Linked DNA regions of Mus musculus: regions 1, 2, 3, 5, 6 and 7 are each linked to region 4. Evidence: chromatin contacts called from public HiChIP or PLAC-seq and promoter capture Hi-C data. All regions are on one chromosome and are shown on one strand. The core of a region is the stretch at or near the end of the contact, and the rest is flanking DNA. Distances in the headings are between cores, read along the strand shown. Region 1 overlaps Ctr9 (CTR9 homolog, Paf1/RNA polymerase II complex component). Region 2 has its middle 31 kb from the start of Gm33098. Region 3 has its middle 34 kb from the start of 1700012D14Rik. Region 4 holds the start of Usp47 (ubiquitin specific peptidase 47). Region 5 holds the start of Ctr9 (CTR9 homolog, Paf1/RNA polymerase II complex component). Region 6 has its middle 17 kb from the start of Gm33145. Region 7 has its middle 35 kb from the start of Gm33098.

The links. Promoter capture Hi-C pulls out the DNA fragments that hold promoters and counts their contacts. HiChIP or PLAC-seq counts read pairs in DNA pulled down with a chosen protein or histone mark.
Region 1: an H3K27ac HiChIP or PLAC-seq map of embryonic stem cells shows a contact between it and region 4, with 4 times the contacts expected there. The contact joins the enhancer-like site here to the promoter of Usp47 in region 4. A contact is called at or near these places in 5 of 39 promoter capture datasets (the 3T3-L1 cell line, 3T3-L1-derived adipocytes, cranial neural crest and 2 more), 1 of 484 Hi-C or Micro-C datasets (the HPC-7 cell line) and 6 of 115 datasets of contacts at active chromatin or transcription factors (the NIH/3T3 cell line, bone marrow-derived macrophages, differentiating embryonic stem cells and 3 more).
Region 2: an H3K4me3 HiChIP or PLAC-seq map of embryonic forebrain shows a contact between it and region 4, with 7 times the contacts expected there. The contact joins the enhancer-like site here to the promoter of Usp47 in region 4. A contact is called at or near these places in 11 of 39 promoter capture datasets (the 3T3-L1 cell line, 3T3-L1-derived adipocytes, cranial neural crest and 6 more), 13 of 115 datasets of contacts at active chromatin or transcription factors (T-cell acute lymphoblastic leukemia, bone marrow-derived macrophages, cardiomyocytes and 10 more) and 1 of 9 other capture datasets (embryonic stem cells).
Region 3: a contact with region 4 is called in an H3K4me3 HiChIP or PLAC-seq map of bone marrow-derived macrophages, with 6 times the contacts expected there. The contact joins the enhancer-like site here to the promoter of Usp47 in region 4. A contact is called at or near these places in 4 of 39 promoter capture datasets (cranial neural crest, embryonic stem cells, frontonasal cranial neural crest and 1 more), 10 of 115 datasets of contacts at active chromatin or transcription factors (bone marrow-derived macrophages, cardiomyocytes, differentiating embryonic stem cells and 6 more) and 1 of 9 other capture datasets (embryonic stem cells).
Region 5: an H3K27ac HiChIP or PLAC-seq map of cardiomyocytes shows a contact between it and region 4, with 5 times the contacts expected there. The contact joins the promoter of Ctr9 here to the promoter of Usp47 in region 4. A contact is called at or near these places in 6 of 39 promoter capture datasets (the 3T3-L1 cell line, 3T3-L1-derived adipocytes, cranial neural crest and 3 more), 3 of 484 Hi-C or Micro-C datasets (CD8 T cells, the HPC-7 cell line and embryonic stem cells) and 7 of 115 datasets of contacts at active chromatin or transcription factors (astrocytes, bone marrow-derived macrophages, cardiomyocytes and 4 more).
Region 6: a contact with region 4 is called in an H3K27ac HiChIP or PLAC-seq map of SST interneurons, with 8 times the contacts expected there. The contact joins the enhancer-like site here to the promoter of Usp47 in region 4. A contact is called at or near these places in 1 of 39 promoter capture datasets (hippocampal neurons) and 8 of 115 datasets of contacts at active chromatin or transcription factors (the NIH/3T3 cell line, SST interneurons, astrocytes and 5 more).
Region 7: a promoter capture Hi-C map of hippocampal neurons shows a contact between it and region 4, with 6 times the contacts expected there. The contact joins the enhancer-like site here to the promoter of Usp47 in region 4. A contact is called at or near these places in 3 of 39 promoter capture datasets (the 3T3-L1 cell line and hippocampal neurons) and 12 of 115 datasets of contacts at active chromatin or transcription factors (the NIH/3T3 cell line, SST interneurons, embryonic forebrain and 8 more).

Annotation. Positions count from the first base shown.
Region 1 is chr7:111,047,263-111,050,979 of GRCm38.p6, reverse strand. It overlaps Ctr9 (CTR9 homolog, Paf1/RNA polymerase II complex component), which reads right to left. Exons shown (of 25, transcript NM_009431.2): 17 at 1,600-1,716; 18 at 1,325-1,470; 19 at 475-546; 20 at 1-35. Among named protein-coding and RNA genes, the nearest start is that of Ctr9, 20 kb to the right of the region's middle. Within about 2 kb of position 1,864, at least 12 of the 459 cell types and tissues checked have an H3K27ac peak or open chromatin away from gene starts, as enhancers often do. A contact at or near this core is called in embryonic stem cells and liver, where this site is marked.
Region 2 is chr7:111,177,296-111,181,088 of GRCm38.p6, reverse strand. No RefSeq gene overlaps it. Among named protein-coding and RNA genes, the nearest start is that of Gm33098, 31 kb to the left of the region's middle. Within about 2 kb of position 1,303, at least 101 of the 459 cell types and tissues checked have an H3K27ac peak or open chromatin away from gene starts, as enhancers often do. A contact at or near this core is called in 3T3-L1-derived adipocytes, bone marrow-derived macrophages, embryonic forebrain and 1 more, where this site is marked.
Region 3 is chr7:111,154,901-111,158,821 of GRCm38.p6, reverse strand. No RefSeq gene overlaps it. Among named protein-coding and RNA genes, the nearest start is that of 1700012D14Rik, 34 kb to the right of the region's middle. Within about 2 kb of position 2,176, at least 202 of the 459 cell types and tissues checked have an H3K27ac peak or open chromatin away from gene starts, as enhancers often do. A contact at or near this core is called in bone marrow-derived macrophages, cardiomyocytes, embryonic limb bud and 2 more, where this site is marked.
Region 4 is chr7:112,021,009-112,025,185 of GRCm38.p6, reverse strand. Usp47 (ubiquitin specific peptidase 47) reads right to left here and starts at 1,680. Exons shown (of 29, transcript NM_001357952.1): 1 at 1,440-1,680. The coding sequence starts at 1,478. It also overlaps Gm3960.
Region 5 is chr7:111,027,324-111,031,540 of GRCm38.p6, reverse strand. Ctr9 (CTR9 homolog, Paf1/RNA polymerase II complex component) reads right to left here and starts at 2,590. Exons shown (of 25, transcript NM_009431.2): 1 at 2,360-2,590; 2 at 1,229-1,327. The coding sequence starts at 2,404.
Region 6 is chr7:111,300,570-111,304,226 of GRCm38.p6, reverse strand. No RefSeq gene overlaps it. Among named protein-coding and RNA genes, the nearest start is that of Gm33145, 17 kb to the right of the region's middle. Within about 2 kb of position 2,251, at least 27 of the 459 cell types and tissues checked have an H3K27ac peak or open chromatin away from gene starts, as enhancers often do. A contact at or near this core is called in SST interneurons, forebrain and hippocampal neurons, where this site is marked.
Region 7 is chr7:111,243,785-111,247,793 of GRCm38.p6, reverse strand. No RefSeq gene overlaps it. Among named protein-coding and RNA genes, the nearest start is that of Gm33098, 35 kb to the right of the region's middle. Within about 2 kb of position 2,388, at least 23 of the 459 cell types and tissues checked have an H3K27ac peak or open chromatin away from gene starts, as enhancers often do. A contact at or near this core is called in hippocampal neurons, where this site is marked.

The sequences.
Region 1 (3,717 bases), core at 615-3,114, 970 kb after region 4:
GGTACTGGGCCTGGCTCAGTAAGTCAGAGCACTGCCTAATATTTCAGATGCAAAGACATAATATCCAGTTAAGAGCACCTGCTTTCCTTAAAGTCACTGTTCCAAGTTCCCCAACTCAGAATTCCTGTCTTGATTCATGGACATAACGTGAGAAAAGCAGCCACGTATTTCTTAGCTGTGTGGTGGCTCAGGCCTGTGCTTGTAGCATGAGAGGAGGATCCTGGTTCTAGTCTAGCTTCAGAGCAAGACCATGCCTCAAAAAGACAACAGAAAGAGAAAGCACTTTCCAACAACCTAAGAAGACTACATCAATTTCCTGAAATCTGAAAAGGTGTTGTGGGTGAGGGAATAAGTGGCCCCGAGAAGGCCAGGACCACTTTGTTATGGTCACACTCTCCTAATCCACACCCAACGTGCCTACTCCCCGTCCCCCGCTCCCCACCCCCAAGCCACCTTCTGTGAATAGGGCATTACCTGGCTTCAGAGGCAGCAAGGGCCAAATCAAATCTCATTTTATCTCCAACTTTGCTCAAGTAACTGAAGTACCTAAATGGAAGAAGAAGATAGAAGATAAAAGATATTTCACTCAATCCTCATATTAAGGCCCTGTTTAATAAACAGAAGTTCATCAAGAAAGGTAAAATATAGTTAATACTGTCAGTAAACTAAGAAATAACCATAGCAACAGGTAGTAAACATTAAACTTTCTAACTAACTGTGTCAGCACGGTGGGTGGGGCAGAAGTCACGAGAGCACTTACTCTTCACCAGATGAGGCAAGAAACATTAACAGAGATGAACAATAGCACAGCTGATCATCAGAGATGGGAGCTTTCATCTACCACACACTGAACTGCTAAGTCCTATAAGGTTAAACACATTTGAACTGAGCTGAATAAATCTGTTAAGCAGTAAGTGATAAGATCTTTAATCCTAGCTTGATGAAAATCAACATCCCATAAAGACACACTGGAACAGAACATGAAACCAACACAAGTGGAGACGAAACAGCTCACAAGTGTAAAACACTGGCTCGGACTGCTGAGAGGTGAATGAAAATCCCCGAGAGCCCACAGCCAGCCAGGCAGCTCTAGGAATCAGGCTTCAAGGCTGACTTGCCTGGACTCTGCCTGGAGTATGGCGCCACCACATGGCAACTGTGTGCTTTGACCTTAAACTAAACTGCTAGCTAGACCTCTAATGCTTGCTTTCCCCTAATGGTTATTATTATTATTTTTCTTTTGAGGAAAATCTTTTTTTTTAATCTCCTGAGGCAGTTTTAAGGCAACAAACCACTGTAAAGCCCCTTTCCTCAGAGCTCTCACCTGTGTGCGAGCTCCAGCTCTTTCACAGCATTAAGGACTTCCTTCAGATTACTTTTTTCATCTTTCAGGACAGAGGTAGCTAATCTTTGCAAGACCAAGGCCACATTAAACATCAGAACTGTGTCACTGGGTGCCACGTGTCTGGCCTGTAAACAGAAAGCAATGCAGGTAGCTTCTTATGACTGAATGCCACCAAAAGCATTCAGTAAACAAGTAAAAGCCAGGCAGCCATTTGGGGGGTGGGGCGGGGGCGGGGGCGGATGCAGTCCTGTTACCTTCAGCAGAGTCTGCTTGCACTCCTGCAGCTTGCCGCACTTGAAGAGGGCGCGGGCCAGGTAGAGCACAACCTCAGTGTTTTGGTGCTTATAGAACTTTCTGAGGCAGTTCTCATACTACAGAAAGGAAATGCTGGTTAGAAACACAGCAGAGCCGGGCAGTGTTGCCGAGTTCCCTTAATCCCAGCACTCGGGAGGCAGAGGCAAGCCAATCTCTGAGTTCCAGCCAGGCTGCTCTACAGGTCAAGTTCCAGGACAGCCAGTACACAGAGAAACTCTGTCTCAAAAATAAACAAACGACAACAGAACACAGCAGGGAGGTATTCTCATGCTGTGTCTGCATTTCAAAGCAGTTTTAAAGCTCTGAAAAGACACTCCAATTTGGCTAATTTCAGAGACTAATCTGGAGTTGACTTCTGACATTAGTCAGTTTACGTATTTACAACATAAAAATCTGTTCACAGAAAAACTAGGATCAAAATACTTTTTCCACTTGGAATTTGGACCAGTGCTGAGTAAAAGGTAAAGAGATTTAAGCCTGCCTGCCTGCCTCAACCTTAGCTGGGAAACCCCTTTCTCCTATCTTTAGGACACAATCCAGAATCAATTCATCATGGCCACCATGACAAGTCACACCTGGGCCCTCTGGGTGACACACTCTTAACATCTTCCTCTGGGATCTGTGTCAATGAGCATACAAGTCTCACACTTCAGCTAGTATGTTGGTCAACCTGCAAATGAACATCTGAGTTCATTTCACCTCTTTACTCTAGTGTGTGTCTGAGATCTGTATCTCACGTGTGTGAAGGGAGGGGTGGATACAGGGGCCAGAAGAAGATGTCAGATGTCTTGATATGTCTTGCTGTCACTGGCTGCCCTATCTCATGGTCAGGATTTCTCACCTGGAGCTTGCCACCCCTCCACCCTCATGGCCTGTTTTGCTATCCCAGTGATTCTCCTGTCTCCACTTCTGACAGCACTAAGAAAATGAACATATTTTTCATGGGTACTAGGAATCTGAACTTAGTCCTCATGACTATGCAGCAAGCACTTCTACACATAGTGTCATCTCCCTAACCCCCAGAGTTAATTTTTATATAAACAACATTTTTGACCACAAGCATATACACATCCTGTTATAGGTAACTGACAAGGTAATTTTCTGGACTATCTCTAATGGCTAATTTGCATTCTAGAAGGCAGTGCTAAGGTTCTGCAGATTGGGATGGCTTGTCTCTAAGAACACAAGCTCTGGGTTGTGCTCTCTGAGCTCTGCAAATCCCTCTGATCAGTTTAGTACGTGAAGCCTGAAGCCTGGACTAACTACTCTTGTCCTCTTTGTTCAGAAGCCTCTTTTGCTCTGACGGTACTCTACTCACAGACACCAAGAGCTTTGTTATCTTTTTTTTTTTTTTTTTTTTTTGGTTTTTCAAGACAGGGTTTCTCTGTCTCTGTGTAGCCCTGGCTGTCCTGAACTCACTTTGTGGACCAGGCTGGCCTTGAACTCAGAAATCTGCCTGCCTCCCAAGTGCTGGAATTAAAGGTGTGCGCCACCACGCCCGGCTGAGCTTTGTTTTCTTTTTTTTTTTTCCCGGCTGAGCTTTGTTTTCTTAATGTCCTGAAAACATCGAGTATACTTTTCCTTACACTGAAGTACTCAGCAAACATGAGAAACTTACAAAATCTACAGATACAACCCTTGTTTCCATTTTTGTCTTTTTTTTTCATTTTCTATTTCTTTTATCTTAAAAGATAAACAGTGGGGCAGGATAGATAGTTCAGTGATGAAGAACACTTCCTGCTCTTAAAGGACTTAAGCTTGGCTCCCTGCACCTGTGCTCAGGTGATTCACAATAGCCCGAGCTCCAGCTCCAGCAGAATAAAGCCTTCGTTGGCCTCCTGAGGCATCCTAATCCACATGGCGTGCTTTCATACAACACACACATAGAAGGAAAAGTAAAATTCTAAGATAAGGCAAGTAAAGCAGGGCTGCCGTCTGACTGTAATCCTAGCTACTTGGGAGGCTGATGTGGGAAGACACTTTAACACAGGGTCAAGGTCAAGGTCAGCCACTAAGGAGAGACTCGACATGAACAACTTCATCACTTAACAGTTCTG
Region 2 (3,793 bases), core at 54-2,553, 840 kb after region 4:
AATTAAAGGCTGCACACTGATAAAGCTGTTTATTGCCATCCATCCAGCTGACCACCAGAAGGCCTAAACTAGGACAAGTCTATGGATCAAGTGGGAACAACTTCATCAGAAATCTCTGAGGAGTTAAACAAAGCACACACACACACACACACACACACACACACACACACACACCGTCTCCTCCTTATCTATCACTTGGGCTTTGTGCAGAGGCCCAAGCAGGTCTAAGGAAACCCCAGAAGCTGAGTGTTTAGTGAGCTTTGCCCACAGTCCCAAGCTTACACAAAACCAGCCTCTGCCACAATCACCCCAACAGTCTCCCCTAAACTCCTCCTTGCCGTTTCCACCTCCTCAGCCCAGAAGGTTCAGCTCCTGCTCTGCAAACACCTCCTCCTCCTTCACAACCCAGTTGCTCAGACGTTGCAAGGAAAACCCTTTCAGGATGGTCCCTCCATACCAGTGAGCAATTAGCTTTCTACAAACCACTTCATTAACCCTCTAAATAAGACCTACCGAAGGGTTTTCCTACTAAACTTGATGTTACAGACAAGCAAACCAAGACACGGGCAGTGAAGAAGACACAGCTAAGCCCTATGCTGCTGGGAAGTCTTTCTATCAGCAGGTCTGCTCAGAGCAGGAGACAGACACAGTGCTAATGCCGGGGCCCTGGAGGGCTAGCTCAGGGTACAAAATATTGTAGCCTCTCAGTAAGCATATGAATAAAGAAGGCAAGCAAATATGCCTCTTTCCATCTGTTCTCAGCTAGAACCCAGCCACAAGCACCCTCTCCTCTGGCTCTGCTCTCGATTCCCCCCACCCCACCCCCAACCCCCGTGTCTCCTGCCTCTCCTTCACCAAGGCCTATATCCCCTTCCTCAAATCCAGCCACCTAGTGGTCAAGCCCTGAAGCCCCTACCCTGATGCTCACCATGCAACAGAGAACACCCTCCCCACCCCACTCCTGGCCCCTCCATGTGGTATTAGCTGAAGGAGTTGCCAGGCCTCTGGAGCCATCTCTTTTCTGGGACTGGGCCAAGCCTCTCCTCACATCTCTGCCTGCTCCCTCAGTGCCTCTGGTCCTGCTCTTGATTCTTCTCTTCACTCCCTTCCCATTCTTCTTCCTACTTGTCCCCTCCTCCCCAGCCCTCTGCCCAGGTCCCCTCTCCCTTTCTCTCTCACCTCCTCCCTCCATTCTACCCCTGGCCTCTCTAGTTTTTCCCCTCTCTGCCTTCCCAGACCTCCCACTCTCTCTTCCGTGCAGCCAGCCTTGGCCTCTCTCCAAAGGAGGTCAGCTGACTGCCCTGCTCTTGGGAGCTTGCGTCAGACCCAGCAGACCTTGGGGCCCTTTCCTTGGACCTCTAGAGGCCTCATTACAGCCTCCAGGCCTCCTACTACCAGCATCAGAGCCCTCCCCTCCCTAGGGGACATGTCCCCAAGCTCTCTGGGCCCCTCGCCTCCATCTTGACGCTATCAGGAATGAACACAACACAGGATGCTCTCTGTGAGCCCTGGGGGTGGGTTCCAGAAGAGGCCCAGCACCCGTACCTTATCAGAGTTTACTCCCATTTTTATTTCCCTTGAATCTTAAATGCGATTACTCTGTGTGCCAGACATGTAATCTCTGTCTTCCAGGAGCTGGTGGGAAAGAAACACTAAGCTGTAAAGTGGTAGATAAAATAGAGGGATTCACAGAAATGGGTCATTTGTCTGGCATGGTAACATGTGCCTTTAATTCCAACACTAGGGAGAGAGAGACAGGAGGATTTCTCTGAGTTCTAGTCCCACCACAACTACATAGTAAAACCAGGTTTGGTTTGGGGGGGCCAAGGATGGGGATCAACACTGGAGAGATGGCTAAGCAGTCTAGAGCAATTGCTGCTCTTTTGGAGGACCCAGGTTCAGTTCTCAGTGCCCACATCTGGCACCCTCTTCTGGCTTTGTCAAGTACCAGGCATATACACATGCAAACAAGCAGGGAAAAATACTCCGTTGTACAAAATGTAAATACACAAATAAATATAAATACTCAAATAAATAAATACACAAATAAATGGTTTTCTTTTTAAAAAAAAAAACTACATTTCTGAGTAAGTAGTTCAGTTAATATTTAACTCAGAATTTTCCCCAGCATCCCAGCATGACAGATGATGGGCTTATATATACTGTCAGCCCACTATTTCATTCTAATATTCAATCAACCTTTAAAAGGGCTCATGTAGCCCAAACTAGCCTGAAACTCACTATGTAGCCCAGGCTGGCCTAGAATTTCTGATTGGCCTTCCTGTGTCTCTCGAGTGCTGAGATTCCAGTCATGAGCCACCACACCTAGGTTATGTGGCACAAGAGACTCAGTCCCAGGACTCTGTGTACACTGCACAAGCACTCTACAGGCTGAACTACATCCCTAGCCTGAATTTCCAGTTTCGTGATAAGACATCACTTTTGCTTTCTTTCCATGAATAACAGAGGCTAGATCTGGAACCTGGCTTTTTTCCCTGGTACTAGGTTATTGAACCCAGGGTCTTGTGTGTGTGCACTAGGCAAGTACTCTACCAGCTAAGCTAACCTCTGCAGAGCTAGCCTACAGAACTGCTCAATTGCTACCAGCTAAGCTAGCCACTACAGAGCTAGCCTACAGAGCTGCTCAATTGCTACCAGCTAAGCTAGCCACTACAGAGCTAGCCTATAGAGCTGCTCAGTTGCTGACTCTTTCCAGTTCTACCAGTCACTACAGTACCACTTACCTGGGCAGTGTCAGAGGCAGCTCTGTTAGTAAGCAAGCAAATGTTAGATTAGCTGATGGCTTGCAGCTGCTCTATCAAAACCGCTGTGTTTTCCTCAGTGAAATTTCTGTCTGAATGACTCCATTTATGTAGCAGAAACAAGCTAATATCCTATAGATGCTGTTCATTTCCTTCTTTACTGAGAGGATACAGCCAGGGACTTGCTTTCATGGAGTGTCGTGTGTCCTTACCAGGTGTCCCCACACCCAAGTCTCCCTCCCAAATGTTCTTGTTCCCCAGGTACTTGTGTTCTGAGAACATTTGAGGTATACTCCTGCCTCAAAGGACTCTCCTCTTCCCCTGGGTGTGATCTCCGGATATTTTTTAGCCCACATTCTTAGGAAGCCAAATAAAGTTCCCTCTTGTCAATAAAGCTTTCTCAGAATCCTTCGGGATTTTTTTGCCTCTAAGCTCAGTACCTGTAATGGTACAATCAGAAGAACTACAAAGCACTGTTACTTCTAAACATGCAATAAGAAAGCTGGCGTGGTGGCTCATACCTGTAACAGGCTATGAAGGGAGGTACCTGAGTTTGAGGCTAGCCTGGGCTACATAGAGAGTTACAAGTCAGCCTGTACTAAATGGCAAATGGGGAAAAAAAAAGCATGACTTAGATGTCAGACTGAACCAATTCATATCTCAGCATCTACTTATTAAAATAAAATTAATAAAACTTGGGAAAGTCCCTGAACCTCAATCTTCTCATCTAGGGACAGAGATAGGCCTATGGGGTGTCTGAGGAAGTGGCCTGAGCACAATGTGAAGTGCTTTGCAAGTCCTGCATACTAGATAGGCAGTTGGTGTTCTTTTTATCATTACTGATAGTGTTGAAAATGGGAGCTAGACGTTCACTAGCAAGTTCTGAAGTTCATTGATTTAATAAAGTAATTTCCTACCAGAGGAAACTAGCTGTCAAAGATTTTCACATTAAAAACTAGTGGCAACTCTGAAACTCCAGTGACAGCCCACTCCCTAGGTTTTGGCCATCTAGTGCCAATTGTCTGGGACTC
Region 3 (3,921 bases), core at 927-3,426, 870 kb after region 4:
CGTCATATGCTGGTGTCTTTCAGTTTCTGCATGCTCAGCTGAGGTCCAGCTGTGCAGATAGACCACATGGTTTTACATCTGTTTTAAGAAAGTAACTTTGTGGTCCTGCAAGATGTATGTATGTATGTATGTATGTATGTATGTATGTATGAAAAAAAAATACCTAAATAAAGTAGTGTATAGTCCATTCAGTCTTTCCTTCACAGTGGCTTCTGGGAAAAAATGTTGTCTTTTCTATCTAATTTTGAGATGTTCTGAAAACTTCTCTCTCAGTTCCCCACAAAACAGTCTGGATGATCCTTGAAGACACAAGTCATAAAACTGTATGGTTGCCTTTAGCTGAGGCAGTCAGACTCAATGAGAAAGGGCAGGGGAGGGGAAATGGTTATAGAGCTAGATGACTGGATGCAGTCTTGGTTTTACAAAATAAATAGGTTCTAGAGATGGCGCAGGAGCTGATTCCACAGCACTGTAACATACTTGAGGTCACTGCACTGGATACCTAAATGTGGCTAAAGCAAGAAATGGTGGATTTCACCACGTGACGAACAAACACATTGGGAATTTATGAACCACCTCTGGGAAGCAGCAGATACAGAGATGCTGTGAGTGGCATTCTGGAGATAGTGCATCCTGAAAACCAGATAGAGATGGCCTGTCTCCGGTTCCCAACACTTCATTCACAGACACGGCTGAGTAACTGTGAAGAATTCGGAGAAACAGATGGGAGTGGAGGTGGAGAAGATAAACTAGGGAGAAGTACCCCTCCCAGGAATGGCACACGTTTCCAAAACATTTATAAAACAGACCTAACCCACTGTCAGGACAAGCCTGGGGAATGAAGGTCAAGGGTCATACTCCGGGGCTACAAAGAAGGCCTTGCCCAAGGGAGGCCGAGAGCTGAGAAAGAAGCTTTCAGAGGTGAACTGCCTTGCCCCAAATGCCACAGTTACTAAGGAGCAGGGTGGGGACTTGAGATCTCACTCTCTCAACTCCTGGCGCTCACTTCCTAGCCAAGGATGACTTAAAACAGAATGAACCTGAAAAAGCCAAAAATAATTCTGTATTGCATTAAAGAAAGAACAAGTCCCTGTTGTATATGGGCATACAAATACGTATAATTTGAGGGTGTATTTTAAACCTGACAGCATCCTCCACCCCACCCCCACCCCTGAAGAGAAAAGAGGGTAAGAGCAAAATGTGGGGTGAGAAGCCATCTGACTCACCGGTGAGGTGGGGGGAAGAAGCTGTAAGCAAACACGATGAGTTTATTTCCAGCCCACATCTCCCTCCGCCAGCCCTGGCAGCCAGCCCACCCGTGTGTTGCCGGGGCCTCCATTGGAGACGTGGCCAGAGTCCTATTTTAGGAGGACAGAAGTAACCTAAATCATGTGGCTGCTAAGCTGGAATTTAAAGAACACACACCAAGAGAGGTAGGGGGAGGGAGGGAGAGAGGAAGAGAGAAATGGAGACAGAAACAGAAAGAGACAGACACAGAGAAAGAGACAGAAAGACAGAGAGGGAGGATAGAGGAGGAGAAGAGAGAGGGAGGGAGGGAGGGAGGGAGGGAGGGAGGGAGGGAGGGAGGGAGAAAAGATATATGATACTGGACACCACAATGTGCTAGCAGTTGGCCATCTGACGTGTTCCAATCTTGTCTAACCCAGGGAAGCCTTAATATAGTCCCTTTGTCCTGTCCGTTACGGGAACAGCCAGCAAAACTGCCTGCAAGAGAAAGCACATGGTCTCAGAGGTGAGCCAGGGACAGCCTCTGAGGTGCCAAGGATTTTTCTGAGCAAACATTGATGGACAGGTCTGTGTGTGCTGGAGAAACCCGTTCCCCTGGCTCCTTGCGGAATTCAGCCCCAGGGGAAGTGAGCTAATGACTGGGGTGGTTCACCTTCAGCCCAGATGCATCATAAAACCAACTTGTAAAGCCTGGTTCTGAATACTTTTGCTCACCCAGATGGAGTTCTGTGGGGCTCTGTGGCTTTCATATTGGAGGGTCCAGGGGCAGTTCTTCCTTTCTCTGGCCTAAAACCAGGGCCGGTGTCCTGAGCCTGTCAGCTAACCCAGGCTGTGGTCAAATCTGCTGACAGCAGCCACGGTCTGCCTGCAGTGTGTGCCCCACATCTGGGACTTGTGATTCACCAGCCAGTCTCTTCCCCCAAACCTAGTTTTTCATTCAGGCCTGAGCACGCAGGACTCACAGAGCCTGGGCTCCAGTGCCTAGACTTGTCTCTCTACCTAAGCACCCAATAGGGTTTATCCTTATCTCTAAACAGCCTTCCCCTCCCCTTGGGCTCAGCCTGATTCACCAGGGGAATTTCTGTCTTGATTTCTCATTCTGAGCCCAAGCTAGGGTGAGAGATTTCTGAATGGTCTTCTGTATACTGTTGGTGTCTGTGAGGACCCTTAAATTCAGGGGAACCTTTACCCCCACTCCCTACCCCGAACCCTTATTTCCACTGCTCTCCTCCCTCAGCTTGCCCAGGAGGACCCCAAGCAGCACCTGTTCTAGCCAATTCCTGGATTCCCTGTTTCTGCTCTCACCTCCTGGGCTCTTAATCCCTTGTCACAGCTGCTTCTGGCCCTTTGGTGACTCTTAAACTTCTCTTTTTAAACGACTGTCTTATCACGTGTTTCTGGCTCGATCTGTTTTGGACACAACAGTTTCCCTGTGGGCTGCGGTGAGGATTCTGTAAGTCAGCCAGCCTCTGGGTAGCTTGTAGATAGCTTCCAGTGTCCCTGAGTGTCTCACCGGGCCTTTTGGTTCTCACAATAGGGTTTTCCCTGGCCCTGCCTCCAAGGTAGCTTTAATCTCTAGAGCCCCTCCCTCACCTGAGGCAGCTACATTTTAGGCTCATCTCTTGACTTGCTGAGACCATTTTTCAAAAAACAAAAACAAAACAAAACAAAATTTGGCAATGCTTTTTATCAACAGGAAAGGAAGGGTCATCCCATATTTATTTCAATTTTTTTGGTTGCTAATATTTATTAGATTATTCACCCATCAACAGGAGTTGGACATTATCAAAATTCGTCTCAATTTCTGCTCATCTCAAAGATTCCTAGCCAAGCATCTATAACTGGTCAAAAAATAAGCCAAGTTATAATAGATTGGAGAATCCTCTCCATAAGCCAGTGTATAATATTAATATACATGGAGTACCCAGGGGACCAGAAGGTGCCTAAAGGTGCCTCTGACATGAACACACACCTGTCATAGTATGTCATAACATAGGCAGGACTCTGCATGCCTCCTTTGACTTAATGCTAAATCATAAACAGTTGCCATGTCACTACATAGAATAGTCTTTGGGGTGTGTGTGTGTGTGTGTGTGTGTGTGTGTGTGTGTGTGCAGATATGTGTGTGTGTGTTCATATTTTATATGCTTGTCTTTGTGTGTGCGAGTATGTGTGTGTCCAGGTGTATGTGGACGTTCATGGACAACCTCAGGTAGGTAACATCCTTGGGAGCTTCTTATCTTGGTTTAGTGTCATTCTTTAGAGACAGAGTCTCTTCTCTTAGGGCTCACCAATCAGGCCAGCAAACTCCAGAGCTCTCCCTGTCCCTACCTCCCACTACTGGATGCATACTACTGTATCTGGCTTTTTTGTGTAGATTCTGGGCATTGAACTTAGGTCCTCATGCCTGTCTGAGCCATCTCCCCAGCACCAGCTCAGTGACTGCAGAGTAGCCCTTTTAGCAGGGCTTCCCAACCTTCCTAATGCTGTGACCCTTTAATACAGTTCCTCATGTTGTGATGACCCCAACCATAAGATTATTTTCATTGCTGCTTCATAACTGTAATTTTGCTGCTGTGATGTATTGTAATGTAAATATCTGATATGTGGGATGTATGATATGTGACCCCTGTGAAAGATTTGAGAACCACTGCTTTTAGTGAAATTGCCATA
Region 4 (4,177 bases), core at 431-2,930:
AGTTGTTGAAACTGTTCCAGAGGCAAGATCTTTAGTTCGTGCTTATCTGCTGTACTGAGACTTAGAGATGTCTGACAGATAAAATACTGACACACACACAACTCAGCCTTAAACAGCAAACAGGCACTCCACTGAGTTTGATAGCACACACTTTTAATCCCAGCATCGGGGGAGACAGACAGGGAAACCTCTTAAGAATTTCCAGGCCAGCTTATCTACAAGTGAGTTCCAAGCCAGCCAAGTCTGTACTTCAAAGTCCACATAGTAAGATCCTACCTCAAAACGGCAAAACAAAACCCTAAAAATCAACTTATTATCCATCTAAGGAAAGATGGGAAATTTTAACTATTCAGGTACAAAATAAAGTCACTTTGCATTGTGCCAGGGGTTGTCTGTGTAGCAACAAATTGCTACAATTAAAAAACAAACAAACAAAACCTAAACATTTAGGAATCCGAAATGATCGTGTATAAATATCAAGATCCTACCATCCTAATTTCAACTTAACACTTGGCATCTATTTAAGGTATATGAGATATAAAAGTCCAAAGCATTAAGCCTGACGACCAGCAGTTAAAAATACATGTTTGAATATGCTGAGGATATTTATAAAGCCAACGGACTATTAATATGTCGAAATCCACTGGCCAGTGCAGGATTCTACCTTTAATCTTCTACTACTGACTGTTCAAGGGAAGCCAAGAAGTCCGGGAGTCTTATGTCACTCGCTTTTAAGAATTTAAGTCACCCAAGTTGGCAACACCAGAAAAAGACCAAAATTACACACAAAAACAACGTTTCGTCTCTCCATATGGTGAAATTAACTCGGCTATCTCTTACCCTCCCGTTCAAGCCCCACTTAACTACTTTTTCAACGATCCTGGGTAGGCCCCATTTAGGCTGGCCGATAGTACTACGAAGTAACAGGAGGGGGAATGGAGGCTGGGGGGAGGGGGGTGGGGAGACCGACAACTCTTTAACAGTTAAGTCTGCCCTCCCACAGATCTCAACTTAGGTGTCGATTTCACAAGCCCCGTAAGCTATACGCTGTCAAACCCCAGAAGCAGCACCGTCACCCCGTCCTGCCCACGGGCAACTGTTCCAGAATGTTTTCTTTGAAACGATCTCTCTTAACTCTCTCGGCTCGACGTGTGTGAAGTCTGGACTTCAAAGGCCACTTTCTCTCCGCAATACTCCCCCCCACCCCCGGGAGCAGAACCCAACTCCTCGGGTCCAGTCTTTGATGCGTTAGCCCCTCGCAGCCGGAGCTCTCCCTCGGCTACGTGGCCCCGGGAACCAGCGGTCTCCAACTGCCCGCCGCGCCCACCGTCCACCCGGCCCCACGCCTGCCCGGCCCTAGCCTTGCCTCCCGCTCGGGGCCTGCACGACTTCGAGCGGACCGCAGGCTTCGGGCCTAGTCTGGCCCGCCGGCCCCTCACCTCCTTCGGGACCAGTTGGTTCTCCTCGCCGGGCACCATCGCTCAGACTCCGACCGCTCGTCTCCGCCCTGCCTGCGGGGGCCTGGTGGAGGTGGCGGCGGCTGTGTCTCAGGAGAGAACGGCAGCGACAGTCATCCTCCCAGCCGCCTGCGCTCCAGCAACTGAGGAGGCCTCCGCTCAGGCCTTAGACACCAGCGCGCAGACACCGACCCAGGGCGCCGCCGCCGTCGCCGCTGCTGCCGCCGCCGCTGCCGCCGCCGCCGCCGCCCCTCCCCCGGCCCGCGGCAATCAATGGAAAAATGGCGGCCGCCGCTCTCGCGAGAATTCAACGCAGTGGGCGCGCGGCCCGGCGTCTGGCGCCTGGGGTATGCAGGCGGCCGTCGTGAGCTCGGGATCTTCTCACCTCTTGCTCAGCCCCGGGGTACGCCGCGCTACGCTGGTTGAGAGCCGGTGTAGGCGCTTTTCACTACGGGGAAGCCGGTCCTCCCATCCTCCGGCTCCCTCTGTCGGCCGAGGGAGGGACGAGGCCCCTGCGTCACGAACGAGCTCCAGTTCAAAGCCCCCCTTTCAGCCCTGCAGTCCCCAGACTCTTTCCTGGTCTCCAGCGACCCCGCTGCAGCCCCACTTGAGGAACCTTTGGCCTCGAGCTGGTAAACAACGCGCCTTGTAGAGAAATCGCCTTTCTGGCTTTCGCCCTCAAGGCTCTGGTCCTCGTCTGTCATGTTTTCGTGGCCGCCCCACTCTCCTTAGGGACCTCGGTGCCCATCAGCTAGCCCCTGGAGCCCCTTAAAGAGGGGTCACTACACTTAGAGGTGCTCCCCTGCACCCTTCTGGGTGGCTTGCTGTCATCCTCCTACAGGGCCAAGTCTGAGGGAGCCTTTTGAGAGCAGAGCTGTGGTGCGCTTCAACCTGTGCTGTCCTTTTGAATATGTTTTTTTTTGTAATCTCCCCAGACGGTAAATACCATGTGTTTGACCAAACAAATCTCCTATTAGTCATTTTCCTTCACCGCACTCCTTCCATTATGAAGACCCAGTGAGACGTCTTTCATGAAGACTTTTGGCAAACTAGTCCTCTTACAGCCTGCTGAGTTAATTCCATTGTGCCATGTACCCAGCATCCACAGCGCCAACTCCTTTACCTATGCTATTGGTTCGCCAAACTTGTTACTATTGAACACCCCACACCCAAGAAAAGCTCTCTATACAGTTATGTAAGATTTATTAGAATTCTGCTATTTGTGGCACTGTAAAACATCTACAAATTCTAAAAATTATAGCAAAGACAGACATTTAAAATAAACGAGATTTTAAGTAGTAATGGTATAAAAAAATCCATTAACCCTACTGAAAATATTTAGTGAACGCACTCTGATTGACTAGGTTTCATTAGTTTTTTAAAAGCTAATTCTTTGTGAAACACTTATTAAAATATCTGATTCAGTGTTCAGGTTATTTCTGTACTTGGCTTTAATAGCTGTCATAAGCTGAAAAAGGTAACCCACAAAGATTTTGATCCTAATGGAAGAAGTGCATTTTCAACTACTATTACTAATACAATGCTCATTTTTATCTGTTTCAGCTTCCAGCCATACAAAGGGTTTTGTTGAAATTCAGCTACTAATTTTCCATCTTTCCTAATGTCAACTAGAATTTTTATGTTTTAACAGGTGGGCTGCAGTGGTGAAGGACTTTCCAAGCATACAGAGCGTTCCGAATTCAATCCCTACCTCCTTCTCCCAGAACAGTCAAATACCTTCTCCCAAAACAATCAACAAAATAAAAACAAAAATCCAAGTAGACTAAAAATTCTTTAAATACACTACTCAGATTTCTGAAAAGGCCAAAAAAGTCTGTCTTCATGTTTAAGCATACATATGATGAGTTTGGGAAGAGTGTTTAATTTTTTTTATTTTTTATTTTGTGTGTATCAGAGTGTACATGAACCACAACCATGCAGCTCACAGATGTTGGAAGAGGCACCAGATGCTCTGGGATTGGTGTTATGGGCAGTTGTGAGTCACTTGGGTCCTCTGTAAGAGCAACAAGTGCTCTTAACTACTGAGCCATCTCTTCAGCCTTAATATGTAAATGTTTGAAACTTCATCATAGACTTTTAAGAAATACTGCATCAAGATTCTCTTGACTATTGAAATGTAAATTGTTCTAAAGGTGAATAACTCAACTTGCATATCCACGGTCCCCCTGGCTGGCACATCTTGGACAAAATCACAAAGTGGGAGTATGTCCAAATCTGTTTCACGCATGCCATTTCCATTTCCTAAGTGAGCTGGTTCTCTAGAAGCCTTGTTAGAAGTTAGGTGCCATTCTAGTTTTCCTTTTTTTCCTTCATGCTTACACTCATGACCTCTTTCGTGAAATCCTTTCTGGATTCTTTCATCTTGGTAAAAGTTGATTTAACGAAATAATAATATAGCAAGTATCTTAGTCAGGGTTATTATTGCCATGGTGGAGCACCATGTCCCAAAGCAACCTGGCAGAATAGGGTTTTATTTGACTTATACTTATGCATAGTCCTTCATTGAAAGAAGTCTGGTCAAGAACTCAAACAGGGCAGGAACAGGTAAGAGCTCATGCAGAGCCCCTGAAGGAGTGCTGCCCATTGGCCTACACTCATGGCTTACTCAGCCTGCCTTATAGCACCAAGACTGCCAGCAACTCACAGTAGCTGGGCCTTCCCCCATCAATCACCAATTAAGAAAACACCTTGTATATATA
Region 5 (4,217 bases), core at 1,341-3,840, 990 kb after region 4:
GAAAAAAAACTCCTCAAAGTAGATGGAATACAGCAGGGTATGGAAGTGAGGGAGCTTAGGAGGGTGAATATGACCCAACACACAATATATGCATATAGAGAAATCCATTAATAGGTACAATGTGCACTAACAATTATATATTTTTTAAGATGATTATCTGGAAGGCTGAGCAGGAAGACTAAAGGTCAAGGACAGCTGGGAAACTTAGTGAGACTCTGCCTCATAATAAAAGGTAAAAGCAAGGCTGGGGATACACCTTAGAAGATGAGTGTTCCAGTATTTTCAAGGACCTAGATTCAATCCATAGCATAATTGAGCAGAATATGTGCCCAATTCTAAACCTACTTTTCTGACCATCAAGGTAACATTAGGAACTTTTTTTTTTTTTTGTTTTTCTAGACAGGGTTTCTCTGTATAGCTCTGGCTGTCCTGGAACTCACTTTGTAGACCAGGCTAGCCTCGAACTCAGAAATCAGCCTGCCTCTGCCTCCCGAGTGCTGGGATTAAAGGCGTGTGCCACCACGCCCGGCTGGAACTTCTTATGTATCTTTCTATGAAAGCCACTTGTAGCATACAAGTTTAGGAATAGTGAGTATAGTTTATCTTACAATTGCTCATAAAAAGGAAACATAATGCCAGGGAGTAGAGTGTCTAAAATTATAGGTTCCCACACTGAATTTGCTGAGAATTTCTAGTAGCATTCATATTATGAAGGCAGGAACAAATATGACAAAAAACGTGATACCGAGATAAATTTCACTGCAAAAGGGCCTTCTTCTGCATTAGCTTGGAGCCTAATCACCTTCCAGAATGTTTTAGAAGAAAAGCTATGGAAAGTAATGTTTATTCTATCTATACATAAGCTAAGTTTCATTGAATTACCACGAAGTAATTAAAACCTCAATATAGAGAACTATTTACCTTAAATGAATCTCTCACCTTTATCAACAGACATTAATTTACCAGTAGAGTTGTAGTTGGGAAACTGACCTTACTGTTCCATAAATGAGAATATAACCATTGTTCGTGAGTACGTGCCATCACAGTCCTGGAAGTAGACCAGGTTGACCTCAAACTCAGAGATCGACCTGCCTCTGCTGCTACTAATTTTCATACAGATGATTTAATCATGCACAACAGATTTAATCCTGTGGGCTATTACTGTACTTGAGAACCAAAATCCTATGTTTTTTTAGTCAACAGAAAAATCTGCTCTAGGAATACTGACCGCCAAGGCAATCCATATGTGCAGTTGTGTGTGCTCCTGCTTCAGAATGCTGATGACTTCGTCTCCCTCCGGTAACTGATCGAAGTCAAGTTCAATGACCTAAAACACAGAATAAACGTTTCGTTTCCTTTTTAAATTCACAATTTCTCTCTTCTGCGTGTTTTGAATACTCATCAATGCCCATACACAAAGGGTATGTACTCACTTTCAATGGAGTGAACTAATTAATACATGTTCCTATTTAGGAAACACATGGCAAACAGGTTGTAGTCTGGTTTGGTCAAAGCATAGAAAAGCAGGCAAATCCTGTTGGTCGTTCTTCACATCGCTAAAACTATAAAATTCTCAACGACTTGCTTACTCAAAACCAAAATGAAACCTTGTACAACCCATAGGCCAACGAAACACTGATGCCATAGGTCTGAGAGCTTGAGAAACTCTATCCCAGAGGACAGGCAAAGTTGAATACCAACGGTCACTTAAATCACGGAGGCAGTATCGTGGGTCACATACATGCCTAAAATGTGGGCACCAACAATTAGAAGAAAAATATTCTGGAATGTACCCAAGACCACCATATTTTAGAAATGAATTCTACCTCGATCGAAAATAAAAGTGTGTAAAATCTAGTCTGACTGAGGCAACGCTGGAGCTTTATTCGGACAAACCACACGCCATGGATGAAAGTGGGTCGTTGCCATCAGCACACAGGAGCGGCTAAATCTCGGGCCCCTTATCTCGCCCAGAGAGCTGTGTTAATAGTGTGCCTTGACAGACTTTTCTTCCATGGCATTAAGAGCCGTCTCTCAGATACCCAGGGAGATTTAAAAAAATAAACAAATCCCAAGTTGGAGCAGCAGGTAGCCCCTGGGGCACTGACTCCCCTCTGTAAGAGGTGAGGTTTACTCGGCGCTCACACCCCTGCGCCTCGGAAGACAGCCGACTGTCAACAAGGAGCAGGCTGCAGGCGAACTTTCCCGAAGTCCTTGCGGCCAGAAAGGTGACCAGCTGAGTGGTGCCTGGGCCGAGAAGCTCGGCTGCGGCTCTCCCCTCCAAAAACCAAGCGGAGCAAAATCGGCGCTGGGATCGTCCAAGTTCATAGCCCTCCCCCGCTGCACACTCGGCACCCACCTCGTCAGTATCCCGGAGGGGAATCTCGATGGAGCCCCGCGACATGGTGAGCTCTGAAAGCAGGCGCTTCTCACCCCGCCGCTCGGCAGATCGCAGTCCCGGCTTCCAGCCTTACAGAGGTTACCACACCTCACACCCAGCGGAGCTGCCGGAGACCAGCTTCTCCTCTGCTGTCCGCCGCTGAAACAACGAGCTTCAGACCGCGACCGGCCACTTCCGGAGGCCCCGCCCCCTGTCCCGGAAGCACTACCAGTAGGGCGTGTCCCACGCGAGCTCCGCCCGCCTGGCGGCTCTGATGCGTCCTTCTTTGGAAAGACTGATAGTCCTGAGGTTGTTGTTGTGTCAGCCGTAGGTGACCGAGCGCCTTCGGGAACGCGGCATCTGCCGCTAAGGTGTCCAAACTGAGCTCCTCACAGACCCGCGCCGGAGCGGGGAGTGGTGGTGGTGAGGCGAAACCACGCCTCTATGGGCGGGGCCTCTGGTGACGAATTCTATGGGCGGTGCCTTGCCTCTTCGGCCACTTAAGCTTCTTGGGGGATAATTCAATCTTTTATCAGCTTTACAGTCGTTTTGTGTTGTCCCAGCCAGTTTGTGCAAGTCACACTGGTGATGTCGTTGTGACTAGTTTAAATAGACATAATCAGTGAATTCTGAAGTTATGGTAATAATGCACGGATTATTATTTTTATTTGTTGCGTTACATATTTGTATATGGATACATGCGAGCGATGGTGTGGCAAATGGAGGGCAGGGGACATCTTGTGGGAATCAGTTTTCTCCTACTCTGAAGGTCGTAGGGCTCGAACTCAGATAGACAGCGTTGGAGCCAGGCAACTTTTTGCAGACCCTGTTTATTTCTTGAGATATTCTGTATCCCAGGTTGACTTGAAACTCCCGACCTCAGCCTTCTGACTGCTGCAGTTATTGGCATATGCTTGGGCACCTGGCTTATATATATTTCTTAATGTACTTATATTTCTTTAGGAGCACAATGAAAAGGAACTGCTAGGTTTGATTTAAATAAAATCAAAAGAATTCTATTAAACCTAAATAATGAAATTATAGAATTCAAAAACATTTTAGCTCATGATTTCATTATAGAAGAGTATTAAATAGTTTCTTGTGCTTGGAATAAACAAGGGAAGGATCTTAATAAATAAGCGAATAGGCCGGGCAGTGGTGGCATGTACCTTTAATCCCAGCACTTGGGAGGCAGAGGCAGGCTGATTTCTGAGTTTGAGGCCAGTCTGGTCTACAGAGAAACCCTGTCTCGAACCCCCCCCCCCAAATGGGGAATAAAAAGGGTTAGTTTAACTGGGTGTGGTGGCACATGTCTTTAATCTCAACTCTTAGGAGGGAGGAGCAGGAGGAGAGCGCTGAATTTAGGCCATTCTACTCTATACATGGAGTTCCAGGCTAATCTGGGGTTACAGAATAGAGAGATCCTGTCTCAAAACAGAGCCCCCCTCCATCCCTGCTAGCCAGTGTTTTTTAAGATATTCACTGCTCTTTCTCCCAATTTCTTCTGCTGAGCCAAAGCTACTATTATCTCTTTGCCATCTTTTCTTGATTCTTCATCTTCTCTGGCTTCAAGCTCCAACCTAGTTTCAGCTATATTTCACTCGTAGGTATTTATGAAAAATGCCAGTTCATTTATAGTTTTCCTCTTAACTCTCTTAAAACTCTTGAGAAGAAACTAAATTAAATTTATTTATTTATTAAAGATTTATTTATTTATTATATGTAAGTATACTGTAGCTGTCTTCAGACACACCGGAAGAGGACATCAGATATTACAGATGGTTGTGAGCCACCATGTGGTTGCTGGATTTTGAATTCAGTCAGTGCTCTTAAACCG
Region 6 (3,657 bases), core at 1,002-3,501, 720 kb after region 4:
CAGAGGGTCTGAGATGCTATAAATGCCTATATACATAGTGATTCTGGCTTTCTGGAACATACTCTCTTCACTGCAACTGACCAGTTTTGCTTTTATAACAGGAAAGCAGTCTCAGTTAATATGTAATGAGAGTATATTAGTTGTTAACAAAACTTTATTTACAAAGCCAAGTAGCAGATAAGATTTGGTCAACTGGGTTTGCCCTGAGAAGAATGAATACAAATTAAGTTGGCATCTAGAACTTTAGTTACTAAATGGGCTAGCTTGGGATGAGGTGGATAGAATAGAGTGGTGTAGACAGAAGAGGCTAGGAGGCAATGGGTGCAATGGATAGGTTTGAATGGAATATATGGGGATTACCCCCATGGAGAAATAACCATTGTTTTATTAATATTAATACACACACACACACGTGCCAATAGTGTATCAACATCAATCAAAAAAAAAATCCTAGCATGGATGAGGGAACCATCTAAAGCTACGACCCTAGCAGCAGCAGAGTTATTGGTGGTTAATGGCTACTGAGAAAGCAAGAGTCAATTTCCTCTGAGAACATGGTCACAGGAAGGTCACCAGTGGATGGCCCAGGCTGGCTCATTCTGCCTCAGTCTCCTGGGTGACAGAATTACAGATGTGTACCACTATACTTGGCTCTCTACTTTGTTTTATGTTTGGAAAGTTTCATGACAGATTTTTTTAAATTAATGTGTATGATAGCTTTGCCTGTGCACTTGTATGTATACCATGTGTATGTCTGCCACCTGTAGAGGCCAGAAGAGGGCATTAGGTGCCCTAGAACTGGAGTTATAGGTGGTTGTGTGCTGTCACATGGGTGCTGAGAATCAAACTAAGGTCTCTGGAAGAGCAGCAGATACTCTTACCCGATGAGCCATCTCTACAGAACCTCAGTAACGGGTTGTGTTTATTATGAGACTCTAAAGCTGCCCTCTCACCCCTGGTACATTCTAACTCAGTTGTTGTAACCCCAACTCTGACCCAGGCCTTCTCCCCTACCTTTTTCTACACCATCAGGATAGAAGGAGAGTGCCCCCTTGTAATGACAAAGAACATGGGAGGATTCTCTGTGACAGTGGCCTTCCTCTATCCCAGCCTCCAGCCATGTCCTGAAGCAGCTGGTTCTAGCTCTGAGGCAAGAGAACAGCTCTGACAAGAATCATTCAAACCTTTTACATTTTACATTACCCACAAGAGATAGAAGTGATCTTATCTGGCAAATATGACAACCCATAAGTTATATCTAAGGGACTGGTGGCCATTAATCCATTTTGCATTTAGCCCAGCAATATCTCCTAGCATCCCCAGCCCCCTCAAATAAAAAAAAAAAAGTCTAATTATTAAATGTTCTATGTGCTGATTTTAACAGCTTACTGGCTTTCTCACTAACTGACTAATACGCTCTACTGATTTCTCCTGAGGTGAATATGAATAACTATCTATTCTCCCAGATAAGGCACTGTTGACAAACCAATTCCACCCAAGTCTGGCTCTGTGAGCCAGTGTGTACTGGGTATAACTTCCAGGCATCTGCTGCACAAAAAGCCCCAACCCAGCCTGAATAAAATATTGTGAGAGCTGCTTCCCGGAACTCCCTGGCCAACTCGTAGACAGCTCTACCAAAGAGCCTACCCCTAGAAGTTGTTTACTGTTTATACGACCTTGGAGAAGGGCACCATGAGAATTACCAGTCACTTGAGCTTCCGACGTCTTAAGAATTTCCTTCCTCTCTTTGATTAGCACTGAATAAGAATGAAATCTCTGACATACATTCATTTCCTATTAGCATGCAAATGGTTGTTCTTCACTTTTAGAAAATTACATGTATCATCCCTCTGGGTGTTTCTCCCATGCATTGGCTGTTCCTACTCTGATGACGAGGAACTCTGGGGTAACCCATTTCCTTTTTGGACAGCACTGGTCCTTTTAAGAATGATGTTTTTATTTAGCTAGAATCTGTCTCTGCTGTTTCTTCCTTCTGTTAACTCAGTGCAAACAGCAAGGGCTCCAGAATTAGACAAACCCGGGCCCACATCCCAGTCCCCAGATCTCAGTCCCACTGTGTTGTTATAAGACCCTGTTTAAGAAAGGTGTTTGATCTTCCCTCTGCCCCCTCTTCCTGATCCTCCAGGTATGAGAACTAAATGGGATGCGTCCGTGGAGAGCATTTAGCACAGTGCCCAGTGCGTAGTGGGTTCGTTCATCTCCGTCGTTTCCTTATCCATTCACTCACTCGATAAAGGCGAAGCTCGGCTGGCGAACGCTAGAGATGGGAACACGCATAACAAATAGTTCCCGTTCTGCCTGTGCATGCAAATTAGCAAGAGAGAAAGAAATGTTTAAAAAGAGATTCTAGTACAGCATGGTAAGTAGAACAATAGAATCCTGTAAATGCAGAAGAGAAAGCGATTCACTCTGAGGCAGAAGCAGAGGTTGCTGCCAAAGCGGGCTTCCTGCGAAGGTGATACCCACAATGTGCTTGGAACAGGAGTAAGGGCTTCCCTGGCATCCATGGAGGGAAAGGAATTATGGATTTGAGCAACAGAACCTCAGGCTACGGCGTGATGGAATACAAAAGGCACACGAGAGGTAGAGAGGCAGATCTGGAAGGTCCACAATGAGCTGTAGTGGGTGAGCAAGGGAAGTGCAATTGTTTCTTTAAAAAAAAAAAAAAGATGGAGAGCTTCTGAAAGATTTTAGACAGGCAATGTTATATGTATATTTTAGTAAGGTCACAGTGACATGATCTATGAGAAATGAAGCAAGACCAAGGCTGAAGAATGCTGTTGACAGTCCAGTCTAAATAATGAAGGGACAGGAGTGAGACTTGGAATAGAGAGAAGAGAGGAAAATGCTTAGGAAACACGTGGCAAGTGGCAGGATAATCGCGGCATGACCACCACCTTACTTCCTCCATCACACCCAGGAGTCTTGTTGCTAGGATAGGCCTTGATGCTGGCCCAGAGTCAGAGGGGGATGATAATGAGGATCAGCCCATCTGAATACCTAGTCTATATTTTATGAGCACTTTATACTTTATTCCATAGGAAGGAATCTACATACACACACACACACACACACACACACACACACACACACACACACACTGCTGATAGTTTTAAATCATCTATAGATCTAGATTACAGATGTCCAAATGCAGGAGCCTATGGGGACACTTCATATTCAAACTATAGCAGTTGGAAACAGGATAGTACATGAGAGTGACAAACAGAAGTACAGCTGCCATGAAAACAGATCTGTGTCACAGGTTACAACAGCCATGTCCACTGAAGGGCTGGACACGCTGCAGCCCAATGGCCTCATCTCAGCCCCTCTAGGTCCCTTAGAGCCAATCTTGCTAGCCCTTGAAGAGACGGAGGAAAGAGGCACATCTAAATGCACAGGTATATGAATGCAAGTCTTAGCTCCTCCAGGCTTCTCTCCTGCAGCCTCACTCCTTACTCTTCCTTAATGAGCAAGCTTTGTCTTTTCTTCCCATCTTCATTTTCTCCATTGCACACACCCATGGCTGATCTTGTTTCAAGGTCTCAAGGTCCAATGTCAGGTCATTTCCCTCCTTTCCAATTCTTTTTTTTTTAAATATATATTTATCTTTACTTGTTTGTTTGCTTGCTTAGAGGA
Region 7 (4,009 bases), core at 1,139-3,638, 780 kb after region 4:
AGCATGGTCTAACCAGTGAGCCCTCTCTCAAGCCCCCACTTTTCCTTCTTTTTAGATAGGGTCTCTCAGTAGCCTGGAACTTGCCCAGTAGATTATGCTTGTCAACCCAGGGGTCTGTTGGTTTCCATCCCTTTTCTGGGATTCCAAGCACATGTGCCACCATAGCTGGCTTTTTTAGCTCCTAGGAATATTATAAGCCATTTGACTTGGTGGTTTTGCTATGCCTTATAACAGGTATATTCATAGCATGCCAACTAAATTACCATTTGTTGAACATCAAGCATGTGTCAGACAGAATGATCCCATCAAGAGATTATGAAGTAGATATTATTATGGTCTGTATTTTGCAGATAACAATATCTTTGAGAAATGTAATAATTTGTCTGAGGTCATGGAGCTACTAAATGACAAGACAGAGTTAAGCCCCTGGGCTGTTTAATTGCACAGCTGATTTCTAATTCTGTACACACCCTGCTATTACTATATATATGCTCACATTTGTTCATTTACATCACTCTTGATCCTAAAATATACTTGAAATTATGAAAATGTAATGAATAGGCTCAAGAGTACGAGTAGAGGGGCTGGAAAGATGGGTCAGAAGTTAAGAGCACACATTTCTCTTCCAAAGGACTCAAGTTCATTTCCCAAAGCCTATCTCAAATGGCTCGCAATCACCTGAAACTCAAGCTCCAAGGGATGTGATGCCCCCTTCTGGCTTCTGAGAGCACCTGCACTCATGTGCACATACTCACACAGAGTCAGTCGCATGTACACATAATTTAAAAATAAAATCTTTAGGGAGTGGAGGTAGATGGGTCAATTATGACATGCACAAGGTTGAGAGCAGCCCTGGGGCAGGGCTCAGATGAAGTACCCACTGGGGTTTGGTACTTGGACTCTTGAAGCTGGCAGGGCTATGGAGGACTGCACCTAGGAATTGAGAGAAACTCCACCTTGAGTTGGAAGAGCTGTTGACAAACTGGCCAAAGATGGCAAAGTGTGATATGCAAGTGAGCTAGCCCGTCACCAAGACTTTGAGGTTGAGTTCAGGGATGCCACCTCAGAAAAATGCCTCCACAGAGAGCTGTGGCTATGTCACACTGGACCCCAAGGGATTCGGAGGCCACAATAAGATATTATTGACAACAAGAATGTGTCCTTGGATTCAGGCAGTACCACTGCCAATCACAGAGAAATAAAGTTCTTTTCATCGGCCTGTCAATGGCAAGCAGGAATACAGGTTCCTGAGGCTTCTTTGGACAGTTTCCTGGTCACAGTTCCTTCCTTACTCCAAAAAGATCCTTTGTTACTGAAAAATCTATGCACTTCTCCTGAGCCAGAAATATCTGAAGTTCCTCTGGCTATAAACACACATGTAATCAAAAAAAAAAAACAAATAGCACAAGTTTCAGACTAGGGTTTCCAATCTATCTGGACAAAATGTTACCTGATTCCCCTACATGAGACCTCAGCCTGTGGCTAGCCCTCAGCATGGCAGCCAACCGTTGCCATAAGAAAGATGTGACAACTTAAAGCTATGGCAAGACAATAGCTGAATATCAGAAGTCAAATGAGTATTTGAGTTGCCTAAGTTTCCCCAGTAAGTCTGAGAATAAGTCAACTTTGAGAAGGAGGAGGAACTGGCCAGCCATTCTCCAACAGTTTGCCTGTCACCTCCACCCCCTACCCCATAGCAAGCAGGCAGCTACGTCAACAGCCCTTCACGCCCACATCTCTCAGACTGGGGCATGTAGACCTCCTCTCTTAATTCATAAACATGGTTTTTTTTAACTTATCTTTGTATGTGGTACATGTGTTTGTATACAATATGTGAATGTGGGCATGTGCATATACCTGCACTTTGTATGTGTGAATACAGACATGCATACAGGCATGTCTGTGTGAATACAGGCAGTCAGAGGACAACCTTGGGTGTCAGACTCCGGTGACTACCTTATTAGTGAGGCAAGATCTCTTTGTTGTTTTTTTATGTTGTGTGCTTCAGCCTGCTAGCCTAGGGATTCTCCTGTCTCCTGATTTCATTTCCCCACCGAAGCGCCGGGATTACAGACACTTGTACAGTCATGCCTGGCTTTTTATACAGATTCCAAATATTCAAACTCAGTTCCTCTTGCTTCTGTGCCAAGAGCTTTCGCCCGATGAGCCATCTCCCTGGCACCACCTTGCGAGCTTCTGACAGAGTTCTTTTTTCATTTGTGTTTTTATTTTAATGAAATTCTAAATCGAATCAATACAATTATCTTCTGGACCAACTGCATGACTGACTTGGACACAGAATTTCTATTCCACGTGTGGGATGTGAATTGTTGGAGGAGGTATAATCAGTGTCCACCTGCCGTTAGCTCTAGTCCTCTGAGCTGATGGCTCTTCGGGCTTGCTTACAACAACACTGGGGCCCAATAGAACTCTGTTGTAACTGCCACAGCTAAGTAGTAATGCAGAATAAATGAGATGAACTTTCCCCACAGTGTGTTCACCACCAAGGGAAGGACAAATGGCCTCACAGTGCCCTGCAGCAGCTCAAAGTAGAGGAAAATGACCAATGCGCTGAGTCACTGTGTGGCACTCTCCATGTTCAGCAAATCACAGCCAAATCACGTGTCTTTGCTTCAGCCTCGGTCTCCACAGCACTCAAAGACTTGGCTTTAGCAAACGTCACTGTTGTGTTAAACAAAGATTAACCTGAATTTTATTGACTCTATGGATTTTAAAAAATTTTATACATTTATAAAGTTTATCTCAGTGTAATGTCTGTGGTGGTGTTTGTACTTCCATGTGTATATTTGTTTTAGTTTTAAGGAGATTATAGTTGCTTTAATATCTGCATGTATCTAACTTAATTGTAATAACAAACAAATTTGTCAGTGTTTCCCCTCTACTGTGCTCTATCCGTTCCATCATTTAGGCTTGAAGCATTACAGCTTTGTGAACGTGACACCATCAGTTCCTGTAACAGTGGAGTTTGTCACCTATTGGTCAGTGGGTGTGGCTAGCATACTTTCTAATGTGAACTAACTGCTTTCTTTTTTATCATTATGGAGACAAGGCTAGATTCAAAGTTGCTACAGAGCCATGGATGACGTTGAACCTCTTATCTTCCCGCCTCTGTCTAACAACTGCTGGGATTGCAGGTATGCAGCCTCAGACCTGACTTATGGCACACTGAGGTTTGAAGTCGGGGATTCCTTTTTTTATTTAAAGATTTATTTATTTTCACATGTAAGTACACTGTAGTTGTCTTCAGATACCCCAGAAGAGGGCATCAGATCTCATTATGGATAGTTGTGAGCCACCAGGTGGTTGCTGGTATTTGAACTCAGGACCTTTGGAAGAGCAGTCAGTACTCTTAACCACTGAGCCATCTCTCCAGCTGAAGCCAGCTCAGCAAGCACTCTACCAACAGTGAGTTCCATCCTCAGCTTCTTTTTTATTCCATGACCTCTTTTGTCCATCATCCATTTTCCCTGATAAGTGCTTAAAGAGCCAACAGCTTAAAAGGGAAACGATTCATCTGACCATGTTAGCTATCCTATCCAGAAATAGAACAGAATTCTGGAAGCTCCCATGGTAAGTCCCTGAAGATGAGAGTTTGTCTGGACAAGGCAAAGCAGAGCTACATCATCACCAGATCTAATGAGTTAGATCCAGCCATGAGAATGGCTCCTCTCCAGGTTTCTTGATCCCTGTGAGATGTAAAACCATGCCAGGAAGTTTGGTAAGGTAGAGCAGGTTGAGACCTGGGCACACACCTGGGGCTTAGGCGACTCCCAGCTCCCTGCCAGACTCCTGACTTGGAACATGTGCCATGCTCCTCACATAAAAGAAATGTGACCTATGGTCACAATGGCCCAAAACAGGGTTCACCATGCTAATGAGGTACATAGAGGCCCAGAGGGCTTAGCCAATAAGCTTCCTTTCCAGGCATTCCTCCCTGCAAAAGGTATTTAATCTCAGGTCTACCCTAAAAAGTGGGTATGGTACATTA